Regions from separate parts of the Mus musculus genome. Here region 1 is linked to region 2. The links are chromatin contacts, called in public Hi-C maps. All regions are on one chromosome and are shown on one strand. The core of a region is the stretch at or near the end of the contact, and the rest is flanking DNA. Distances in the headings are between cores, read along the strand shown.

Region 1 (6,037 bases), core at 1,689-4,188, 110 kb before region 2:
AAGATCTGGGACAGCCAGGGCAACACAGAGAAACCCTGTCTCAAAAAACCAAAAAGAAAGAAAAAAAAAAAAAAAAAAGACAGCAACCCAATGTTTTACCTTCAAATCTAGGCTTTTAAATTAAGCTAACACAGATGAAGTAGAGGTCCCAGGAGCCAGAAAGTGAAGTCTATTTACTTAAATAAAGTAAGTGTATGAGCACTACACATATTGAAGGCCATTATTTGAAAGCTAGTCATGGTAACTATAACGGGTCTTCCTTGTAATAAAGTTAGGTAGATACTACCATCCGCACTTGAGGGCAAAATCTATATAAAAGGAATACTTACTTATTTATTTCCTTTTAAGGATTTTCATGTTTTGACCCAAGGATAACTTTCAGGTGCTTGCCCAATATGTGTGAGGCTCTGGTTTCTGCCTTCAGTACCACTTGAAAAGAAAAGAGTTTTAATATTTTTCTGTTAGTGTCTAAACATTTTCAAGATTCCCATCTTTTAAGCTGGCTATCTATGATCGCTCCTGCCTGTAAATCCGACCCTCCAGAGGCTGAGGCAGGAGGGTTGTGGAGCCATGGGCTTTTCTACCAGGTCTCTTTGTCCCCAGAATAATAACTCTTAGCTTAATTATTTATGACTAAAAGCCTAAGCCATTTAAGCTTTGGGTCATTCTTTGACTAGCTTGGAACTCATGTAACCCATTTATTCTAGTCCTTGTCTGTCACACAGCTAGTTCTTCTCAGTTTCATTCATTGATCTCCTCTGAGTCTGGAGCAAAATCTCCCATGCTTGACTCTTTCCCAGAATCCCCTGCCCCGCCCCCCCACCCCGCCCCCCCACCCCCCCACCCCCCCCCCCCCCGTGCCTGCCAGATATCCCACCTTCTAATCCTGCCTCAGCTCATTAGCCATCAGCTTTTTATTGACAGGTGATCTTCTCCACAGTGCACAAGAGATTGTCTCTACAGGGTTACCTTAGGCCAGTCTAAACTACAAAGAAAGACTCTATTGCAAGAAACACCCCACACACACACACACACACACACACACACACACACACTCCAAGGAAATCCAGAAATTCATCATCCTCTGATAGCTACTTAGTGGCTATATAGTGAGACCTTGTCTCAAGAATATAAGAAAGAAAAGAAAAAAGAAAGGAGGAAGGAAGGGAGAGAGGGAAGAGGGAAGGAAGGAAGGAGAGGGGGGAAAGGAAAGTTTGAGCTTAAACTTGCGTAGTTCCATCCCCAGTACTCACAGAGCTTGGTACTCAGGAGGCAGACTTCTGAGTTTAAAGGCAATGTAGTCTACATAGTAAGTTCCAAGTTAGCCAAGGTTATATAGTGAGTCCCTGTCTGAAGAAAGGGGGGAAGAGGAAGGGGAAGGGGACCTTTAATAAAAGTTAATAAGACTAAAAGTTCTCTCCATAATGAATGAGATCCCGGGATCCAAGACTATTTCTGCTGGGTGGATTCTGATAAAATCATAAGCTTGGTGCCTTATCTCTGTTCTCTGCTCATTCTCTCTCTCTCTCTCTCTCTCTCTCTCTCTCTCTCTCTCTCTCTCTCTCTCTCTCTCTCTCTCTCCCTCTCTCCCCCCATCCCTTTACTCCTCCCTCTCTCCCTCCTTCCCTATTATTTCCCTGCCTTTCTTTTTCTTTCTGCTATTCTGTCATGAGATGATGCAGCAAGGCTCTTGCTAGACCCTTGACCCTTTGACCTCCGATTTCCTAGCTTCTGAAACTGTAGCAACTTGCTCTTTATAAACATCATAGTCTCGGGCATTCCGTTATAGCAGCAGAAAGTGAACTAAAATCTGCCAGTAAAGAAAAACTGATACGGGGGATGGAGAGTTGTAGTGATCAAAAGTGCTCCATGCTCTTCCAGAGGCCTGGAGTTCAGATCCCAGCACCCATGTGGAGCAGTTCACAACTGCTTTGTAACTCCATCTGTGTAGACAGGCTGGATTCGAACTCACAGAGATCTAATTCTTGACCCCTGTGAGTTTCCTCAGATATACATAAAACAACAGCAAAACCCTGATGATTCTTTTAAGGCCAGATCCATATACTTATTTACAGACACAGTGCTTTACTGTACAACTGCATGGCTTTCGATGGAATCCCACCGCTGCTGAGACTAAATCAGTAGATTCTTGTTGAGGATAGGGATAGCTTAGGCAATGAAATTCTAGCTCAAGATTAAAAAAAAAATGTTTGGAAGGAGCAGGTGTGGCAGGCAGCTCACGCTTGTAATTTCAACACATGGAAGGCCAAGGCTGGAGGGTTATCCACAAGTTCAAAGCCAGCCCAAGCTACAGAGTTAGACCTTGTTTAAAAATGTAAAATAAAATAGATGAATGAGTAAATACTTGACTAGGATTGGTTTGCCTAATGTAAATTTTTTACAAATGATCTAGTCCAGTGGTTCTCAACCTTCCTAATGCTGTGACCCTTTAATACAGTTTCTCATGTTTCAGTGACCCCCAACCATAGAATTATTTTTGTTGCTACCTCATAACAGTAACTTTGTTACTGCTATAAGCTATAATGTTAATATCTATAAACCATAATGTTAATATCTCTATTTTCAGGTGGTCTTAGATGGCTCCTGTGAAAGGGATCGCAACCCACCCACCTGTTGAGAACCCCTGATCTAGGTGAAGACTTCTATGAGTTGTTAGCTTACAGGTGACAGTATGTAGGTGACACCTTGGCCTTGCTGATAGTCACTTCCTCCCTGAGACTCTTATCATGGCTTTTCCAGTAGCTCATACCCCTGGTCACCTCCACACCCCAAGCCCAACTTCTCTGTCACTACAGAATGCTTCCTCCTCCTCCGATGTGTGTGGGCTTCTCCCACAAAGCCTCTGTGCTTGGCTTTCTGCATCCTTGTGCCCAGGCTTACTTCCCTGGTGAGTTCACTCACAGTCACAGTATCATCTGTCACCTTACACATACCTCCCGCCATGACTTGCTTCACTGGGTGTGAACAGACTGCCGCTGTTGCTACACAGATAAGGTATTTTGAGATTGCTGAATTGCAATGAGGTGGTGTAGCAACTTCCTCCTGGAGGAAAGGGGCAGGCAGCCTTCTGGGACTCAGAAGTCCTGGGACTTTCAAGGCTTACCAAGTGCTTAACCTTAAGCTTCCAGAGGCCCCTCCCTGAGCTTATGGTGACAATTGCTGCAGAGAGGAGACTCTCAACAGTGTGGATGAGTTGCTGGCAAGTTGTGCTAGGAGCCAAAAGGATGCAGCTTTCGTGAGTCATCACGGTAGACGACGAGACATTTTGATGATGTGGGACTCTGACTCACCTGCACTCCTGTAACTAACCCCTCACCTAGACTCCAAGAAACCCCAGGAAACTCACTCGTTTGTCTAGCTGCCCTTATCTGGAATCCTTCCTTTGTTCTGTTTTTGGTGTCTTCTCTGGGCTGAACAATGTTTGTTCCCATGGCCCCAGAAAAAGCCATACAACACAAGGTTAGACTTTATGGTGAGACTCCACTGAGAAAAGGCTGCCCGGAGGGTGTGAGGAGAGGCTGACAGCAGCATCGATGAAGAGATTCCCTCCCACCCCACACAGCAACCAAATAAACATAAATCAGACATAGAAAAGTCAGCAGAGTGTGTTTTTAAAGTTCTTGGGCTAAAAGGGCTACAGATGTGTCATACTTTGTTTGGGTCAGAAAAAAATAAACAATTTTAATAACTCGTCAAAGGAAGCAATAAATTAGACTTCAGCATTTTAAAACTTTGGCTCTTCAAAAGATGTCATTAAAAATATTTTTTTAAAAAATTAAAAGCTGGGCAAGGTGGCTCACACCTGCAATCCCAAAACATAGGAGGCTGGAGCAGGCGGGTAGTGAATTCTGGGGCCAGTCTAGACCACGTGGGGGCTCTGTCTCAAAAAAAAAAAAAAAAAAAAAAAAAGTGAGTACAAGCTGTGAAAATATTCTCTTTCTTTTGAAGAGGGTGTACAAACAGGGTTTCTCTATGTAGCCCTGGCTGTCTTGGGACTCACTCTATAGACCAGGCTGGCCTCGAACTGAGATCAGCCTGCCTGTACCTCTCTCTGCCTTCTGAGTGCTGGAATTAAAGGTTTACACCACCACCACACAGCCTGCTCTCCCACATCATTCCCTCCCTCTATCCACCTCTAATGTCTATTTTATATCCTCTTCTGAGGGAGATTAAAGCATCCTTCCTTAGGACCTTTAAGCTCCTTTGGGTGTGTGGATTGTAGCATGGTTATTCTATATTTTATGGTTAATATCCACTTATAAGTGAGTACATACCACGCATGTCTTTTTGAGTCTGGGTTACTTCACTCAGGATGATATTTTCTAGTTCCATTCATGATGTGCTTGTTTTTAACAAATGAATAGTATGCCATTGTGTAAATGAACCACGTTTTCTGTATCCATTCTTCAGGTGAAGGACATCTGGGTTGTTTACAATTTCTGGCTATTCTGAGTAAAGCTGCTATTATCATAGTCGAGCAAGTGTCCCTTATTGTGTGGTAGAACATTTTTTGGGTGTATGCCCAGGAGTGGTATGCTGGGTCTTGAAGTAGAACTATTCCCAATTTTTTGAGAAACCAACCAAATTGATTTCCAAAGTGGTTGTACAAGTTTACACTCCTAGCAGCAATGGAGGAGTGTTCCCCTTGCTCCACATCCTTGCTAGCATGTGCTGTCACTTACATTTTTGATCTTAGCCATTCTGACATGTGTAAGATGGAATCACTGAGTTGTTTTATTTGCATTTTCCTGATGACTAAGGACATTGAACATTTCTTTAAGTGCTTCTCAGCCATTAGAGATTCCTCGGTTGAGAATTCTGTTTAGATATGTAACTCATTTTTAATTGGGTTATTTGGTTTGTTGGTGTCTAATTTCTTGAGTTCTTTATATATTTTAGATATTAGTCCTCTGTTGGACTAGGGTTGGTGAATATCTTTCCCCTTTCTGTAGGCTGCCAAAGAAATTAAGGAAGATATCAGAAGATGGAAAAATCTCCTGTGCTCATGGATCGGTAGGATTAACATAGTAAAAATGGCCATCTTACCAAAAGCCATCTACAGATTAAATCCAATTTCCATTAAAATTCCAAAACAATTTTTTATATAACTTGAAAGAGCAATTCCCATCTTCATATGGCAAAACAAAAACCCCAAGTTATCTAAAACAATCCTGTATAATAAAAGAACTCCTAGAGGTATCACCATCCCTGATTTCAAGCTGTACTACAGAACAATATAAGAAGAACTGTATGGTATTGGCACAAAAACAGACAGGTTGATCTGTAGCTGCCTGCGGCCACACGAACTGGGTTCCTGAGCGGGAGGCTGGAGCTGTAAGGGAGGAAACAGCGAGAGAAGAAAGGAGACCAAGACAGATTTCTGATCAAGACCCAATGTTTACTAAGTGTCTGTGCTTATAAAGGGGGGAGGCCCATCTCCTGCCACGCCAGGCTTCTTGATGCTTTGTTGCCAAGTTGTTAGCACTTAGTCTGCCAGAACTGTTAGCATTAGGTTGTCAATGCCACAGGTTGTCAGCTATCTCAGGAATATCTCAGGAAGACAGGTTTAGCCTCTCAGCAGGTCAGGTGCCACGCAGGTGACAGAGCAATAGAATGGAAGACTCCACCCCAGGTGGTCTCATTCACAGTGGCAGCATAGGTCTGAAGACATAGGAGTAAACCCACACACCTATGGATACTTGATTTTTGACAAAGAAGCCAAAACTATACAATGGAAAAAGGAAAGCATCTTCAACAAATGGTGCTGGTCTAACTGGATGTCAGCATGTAGAACATTTATCACCCTACACAAATTCAAGTCCAAGTGGATCAAAGACCTCAACATAAAACCAGATACATTGATCTAATAGAAGAGAAAGGGGGGAACCGCCTTGAACACATTGGCACAGGAGACAACTTCCTGAACAGAACACCAGCGATCAGCTCAGGCAGTAAGATCAACAATTCATAAATGAGATTTCACTCAGAAGGGGATATAAAATAGATACTGAGGGTG
Region 2 (5,395 bases), core at 1,093-3,592:
ATGCTGGCCTCTGTGAAGGAGAGACCAACTTGCTCTAGTTTCACAGCCATGGCTCTCCAGCCATAGAAACCTCCCAACCTTTTACCTGGTTCTGGAACTTCCACTCCTGTGCCAGGCTGGCAGTCTTGTAGAAGGTGGTGGATGGTCTTTAGTTTTGTGTCTAGAAGTTCCCTCTGGGTTCCAACCAAAGTCGTCACCCTGTAGAAATACCCACTCAGGGGGCTGCCCAGTCTGTCTCCTTGGCTCCCACCTCACCCACCCCACAAATTCTCACTGTTCAAAAAGGGGATCCAGCTGTGTCATCAGGTGGTTCAGGTGCTGCTCCGTCTGGGCCAGCTGTTGTGTCAGCTGCACCAGCTGTTGCTCTGGGAGTGAGGGAAAGGGCATGGTTACTCCTGCAGTCCCCTGATCTACTCCATCGCCAGAAACCACCACTAAATGCTCAACCCACCTGACTGCGAGGATTTCTTCTTGTTTTTTTCCTCTCTGAGAACAGCAGCCTCATCTGGGCCCTGTTGTGGAAGCAGATAAAGACAAGGCTGCAGCAAAGGCCCCAGCACCTCAGAGCCAGTGAAGAGAGGAGCCATAGAGAAAGCTCTGGGCATCCACCTCAGAGAATCCCAGTTGTCTCTAGTCCAGCTGCTTACCCAGAACATGAAGTGAAACGTCAGGATGCCCACACATGGCCAGACTGCTAAAGCACTCCTGGGAATGTGAAACTCTCCAGTAGGGACGGGAAGATTGCTCTTACCCCAGCCTTCTTATTTAGCATCCCTATACCTCGCTGCCTTTGAGGTAGAGTCTTGCTAAATTGTCCAGATGGGCCTTGCACTTACAATCCTCCCTCATAGTAGTTGGAATAATAGGACTGTGTCACCAGTTCCTGTACCCTCAGTCTTTGCTGGTGAAAAAAAAAATCTCCAATCTGTTCAATTCACATTATCCCATTACAGATTAAAAATCTAAAACAAAACAAAACAAAAAACCCAACAACAAAAAGTCTATATAGTGCTCTTTGCTCTAAAAGGCAGTGCCCTATGGTTTATTTTTAGGATACAATTCTCCCAGTGCTCTGATAGGTAGATAAAGCACAAGCCTCCTTCAGAACCTTTAATTGGAAAGTGGGTTATCATAACACCGTGAAACTGTCAGCCGCCATGCCTACCTCTCTTCCACGGGTCCCGCTCCTCTTCTCAACTGCTTATGTATTCTTCTCCATGCATAAGACAGAAATACTGGTCTCGAACTCACAAGAGCTGTTCCTGCCTCTGTCTCCCCTGAATGCTGGGATTAAAGGCGTCTAACACTACGCCTGGGTAGAATTTATTAATCTATCTTTAAACTCCAATCTTCATCCTAGCCTGTCAAGTCTGCCTGGCTCTTTAATCTCATCTAGTTTTATGTTACTAATTAGTTCAGCCTCTATTCCCCTGTGCAAGTAATTGACCAGAGTTGAAGATAAAGCACTGGGTGGTAGGTTCCACTTTCCATGTCAACAGTTTCAAAGTAATCAGAATGTACAGTCAGTTCACATTTCAGGGTTTCCTTCCTAAGGAGAGCACGAAACGGCTTGGTGTCTGGTCCACTAGACACTCTGTTGCTGCCGCGATTAACTCCTTGGGCCAAGGTTGGAGCCTCAGCAGCAACTTCTTTTTTTGCATACTGACACTAGTTGGGTTAAAACCCCACTTACATCAGACACTAAGTGGATGAGCTCCAGATTGAAAATCGATCGTCACTGGAGAGAGGAGTAAAAGTAACGGTTTCTACAATTTCTCAGCCCCCTACATCCATTATCTCTCTGGATCCTCGAATGCCCCAATAATGTGGAAAAACCAAGGAACGAGCCTTCATTTTACAGGTAGCCGGGAAGCGGTTGTTCTTGGTACTGTAGCGGCCCCAGGAGATTAAGGCCCAGGGCTCCCACAACCCACCGCCATACCGCACCTGCAAACACTTGAACAGCACAAAAGCCACGACGGCCGCGGTGTACAGAGCGCCCAAAGACAGCGATCCGGCCCGGGCTCGCTCGCGCTGATCCTTGGGTGGCGGCTGCCGCCGAGGTTCGGTGGTTCCCGGACTGACCTGGGAGCCCCGTTCTGTGGATTAAAGCCATCGGTCAGTTTCTACTAGGCAGTCCCAGCCTCCCTCCAGCAGCTCTCGCAGGTACCTGGGTGTGCCCCCAGATCGGCGCTGGGGCGCTCCCCAAGGACTCCAAAAGGCGCAGACACAAGCAGCAGCCCCAGAATACTCAACACGGGGCCAGCGCCCTCCATGCCTGGCCCACCAGAATCGCACGCCGGGTACCCCGCGTTCCAGCGCTGGGCCTCCGGCCGTAGTGCGCACGCGCAGGAGACCACGCCTACATCGGGGGGGCTGAGTCCCTTAAGGCGGCCACGCCCATCTCAGGATGGGTTTAAGCAATATTTGCATAAACCACGCCCACCTAGCGTTCCTACATTAATTAATGACCTATCTATTTATAGCTTTCTTAAACAATTATGTCTCCAGAATCTTTCAGGATAAAGTATCATGCCTAAAACAATGGCTCATTGTTTTTCTACCTAGAGAGACCAATTTTCTCACCATAACCAAAAAATTAAGCCTGTTGTAGAGTCATAAATTAGTCGCGCCTAGAAGCTAAGGCAGCTCGCTCTGAAGGCCTGTTTCCTAGGCTACATACGAGGGACATGTTCCTTATCCTTTCGCCTAGGGGAAAGTCCCCGGACCACGGGCAGAGAGTGCCGCGTGCACACGCGCGTAGACTTCCCCCGCAAGTCACTGTTAGCCCGCCAAGAAGCGACCCCTCCGGGGCGAGCTGAGCGGCGTGCAGCGGGGCGTCATCCGTCAGCTCACATAGTGACGCAGGCAGTGCGACCTGGCTCGCACCAACCACACGGGGCTCATTCTCAGCGCGGCTACACTTTTATTTATTTATTTTTGTTTGTTTGTATTTTGGTTTTTTGACAGGGTTTCTCTGTGTAGCCCTGGCTGTCCTGGCACTCACTTTGTAGACCAGGCTGGCCTCGAACTCAGAAATCCTCCTGCCTCTGCCTCCCGAGTGCTGGGATTAAAGGCGTGCGCCACCACGCCCGGCCACTTTTATTTCTATACAACCTTCAGAGCCAGATGTGAATGTACTAATTAGGAAATCAAGGTCACCCTTTCCTAAGAAAAGAAGAAAGAAAACGGAGACAAATCTGAATTCCTAATTTATTCTTTAATAGCTGTAATTCTTTTTTTAGACTGCTAGTCCAAAGAGAGCAAGACTGTGGGTTTTGCTTTTTTGTTTTTTTCCATTTTACTGTCCGAGCCTAGTCACTTGTTGCTAGGGGAACTTGAGGAAGTGAATGAAATTAATGAATGAATGTTCACAGCGACTCAAAAGGCAAATATACAACTAGGTCCTTCTGGGTCTCATGTAACCTGGGCTGGCTTCATTCTCATGTAGCTGGAGCTGGCCTAGAACTCCTAACCCTCCTGCTTCCATTTCTCAAATGCTGGGATTATGTAGTAGCAAGCACATAAGATTCACAGAGCTGCCAGATGTGGCACCACACTCCTTTAATCCCAGCAGTGGGGAGACAAAAGCAGACAGATCTCTATGAGTTCAAGGCCTGGTCTACATAGTGAGACCCTCTCTCAAAACCGAACAAAAGGAATGAAGACTGAAGTGTGGACACTATGCCCCTCCTTAGATTTGGGAACAAAACACCCATGGAAGGAGTTACAGAGACAAAGTTTGGAGCTGAGATGAAAGGATGGACCATGTAGAGACTGCCATATCCAGGGATCCACCCCATAATCAGCATCCAAACGCTGACACCATTGCATACACTAGCAAGATTTTATTGAAAGGACCCAGATGTAGCTGTCTCTTGTGAGACTATGCCGGGGCCTAGCAAACACAGAAGTGGATGCTCACAGTCAGCTAATGGATGGATCATAGGGCTCCCAATGGAGGAGCTAGAGAAAGTAGCCAAGGAGCTAAAGGGATCTGCAACCCTATAGGTGGAACAACATTATGAACTAACCAGTACCCCGGAGCTCTTGACTCTAGCTGCATATATATCAAAAGATGGCCTAGTCGGCCATCACTGGAAAGAGAGGCCCATTGGACTTGCAAACTTTATATGCCCCAGTACAGGGGAACACCAGGGCCAAAAAGGGGGAGTGGGTGGGCAGGGGAGTGGGGGTGGGTGGATATGGGGGACTTTTGGTATAGCATTGGAAATGTAAATGAGCTAAATACCTAATAAAAAATGGAAAAAAAAAAAAAGAAAAGAAAACAAAAACAAAAACAAAAAAAAAAAAAAAAACGAACAAAAGACCAAGACAGGGTGTTACATTGTCTGCTCTAAGCTGTGTTGTTTGAGACAGTCTCAGTAGCCCAAGATCCTTCTGAGATAATCTCTGGAGTGCTGGGGTTGCTAGAGATGCAGCCAGCATGTACCTCTCTCCCTGTTATCTTTTACCTCTGCTACATCTTCAGAGGGCCATCTTCAGATCAATAGCTCTCGGAATGAAGAAACACGTTCCATTTGCATCTCGGTCTCCAGGACTTGGCAATCACCAGGCATGAGGCACACGAGTGTTAAATAAATGAATAAACCATGAGAGTCTTATCTTGTTTTCCCAGAGAGGGGGGCATAAGGACAGGGCAGGGCAGGGCAGGGCAACAGGAGTTGTTAAAGTCTGATTGCTCCAAGGCAGCTTGGATGGGAAAGAAGAGAGGTACAAACCTGGAGTGGCTGCCAGCTGGCATAGTGTGTGTAGATAAATTCAGGTTCATTCTAATGGGACAAATGACTCACTGATGGCTGGCTTTTTGTTTTGGGAGTTTTGAGTCAGGTAGTCCAGGTTGACCTCAGAACTCTTTGTGTATATGGTCAAGTACGCTCTAGAACTTCTGAAACGCCTGCTTTTTCTTCCTGTACACTGGGACTCTAAGTGTGTGCCACCAAACCTGGTCTCCAGAATAAGGTTTTGTTGTTTCATTTTGATGGTACGGGGTCGGGGTGTGTAGGCTCCCCCAGCCTGAAGCGGGTTGGTACAAATCTTGTCACCATTGAGGTGGGGCCACCTGTGGTGCAGCTTTCCACCCCCTTATAAACACGGTTTCTTAATAAACTCATGGGCCTTGATCAAAACCTTTGTCTTGGCTCCATTATTTCTCTCGACCATCTAGTTTCTCTCTTTTCAGCCCCAGCCTGCCTCCCAAGAGTACCCCAGTTCTTATAAGCCTCAGGCCAGCTTACTACAGAGGTGCTTCTAGCCATGTCCTCACACATGCCAGGCAAGTAGTCTACCACTTCACTATAGCCCCCAGCTGCTTGTTTTTAGTTTTAGTTGGAGATAGGATCTCATTCTTTAGTCCAGGCTGGATCCTAACACA

What was found. Hi-C and Micro-C count contacts between places; a contact is called where the count stands out from the background.
Region 1: a contact with region 2 is called in a Hi-C map of the G1E-ER4 cell line, with 2.0 times the contacts expected there. The contact joins the enhancer-like site here to the promoter of Ccdc107 in region 2. A contact is called at or near these places in 7 of 39 promoter capture datasets (the C10 cell line, the HPC-7 cell line, cranial neural crest and 4 more), 1 of 484 Hi-C or Micro-C datasets (the G1E-ER4 cell line), 1 of 115 datasets of contacts at active chromatin or transcription factors (the HPC-7 cell line) and 3 of 9 other capture datasets (adipose tissue, liver and pancreatic islet).

Annotation. Positions count from the first base shown.
Region 1 is chr4:43,602,177-43,608,213 of GRCm38.p6, reverse strand. Gm42279 (a long non-coding RNA gene) reads left to right here. Exons shown (of 3, transcript XR_881221.1): 2 at 2,588-2,653; 3 at 4,974-5,004. Among named protein-coding and RNA genes, the nearest start is that of Gm42279, 17 kb to the left of the region's middle. Within about 2 kb of position 2,938, at least 57 of the 459 cell types and tissues checked have an H3K27ac peak or open chromatin away from gene starts, as enhancers often do. A contact at or near this core is called in the G1E-ER4 cell line, the HPC-7 cell line and hematopoietic stem and progenitor cells, where this site is marked.
Region 2 is chr4:43,490,312-43,495,706 of GRCm38.p6, reverse strand. It overlaps Ccdc107 (coiled-coil domain containing 107), which reads right to left and starts at 2,342. Exons shown (of 6, transcript NM_001037913.2): 1 at 2,171-2,342; 2 at 1,948-2,099; 3 at 452-512; 4 at 275-365; 5 at 86-198; 6 at 1-10. The coding sequence starts at 2,276. It also overlaps Rmrp.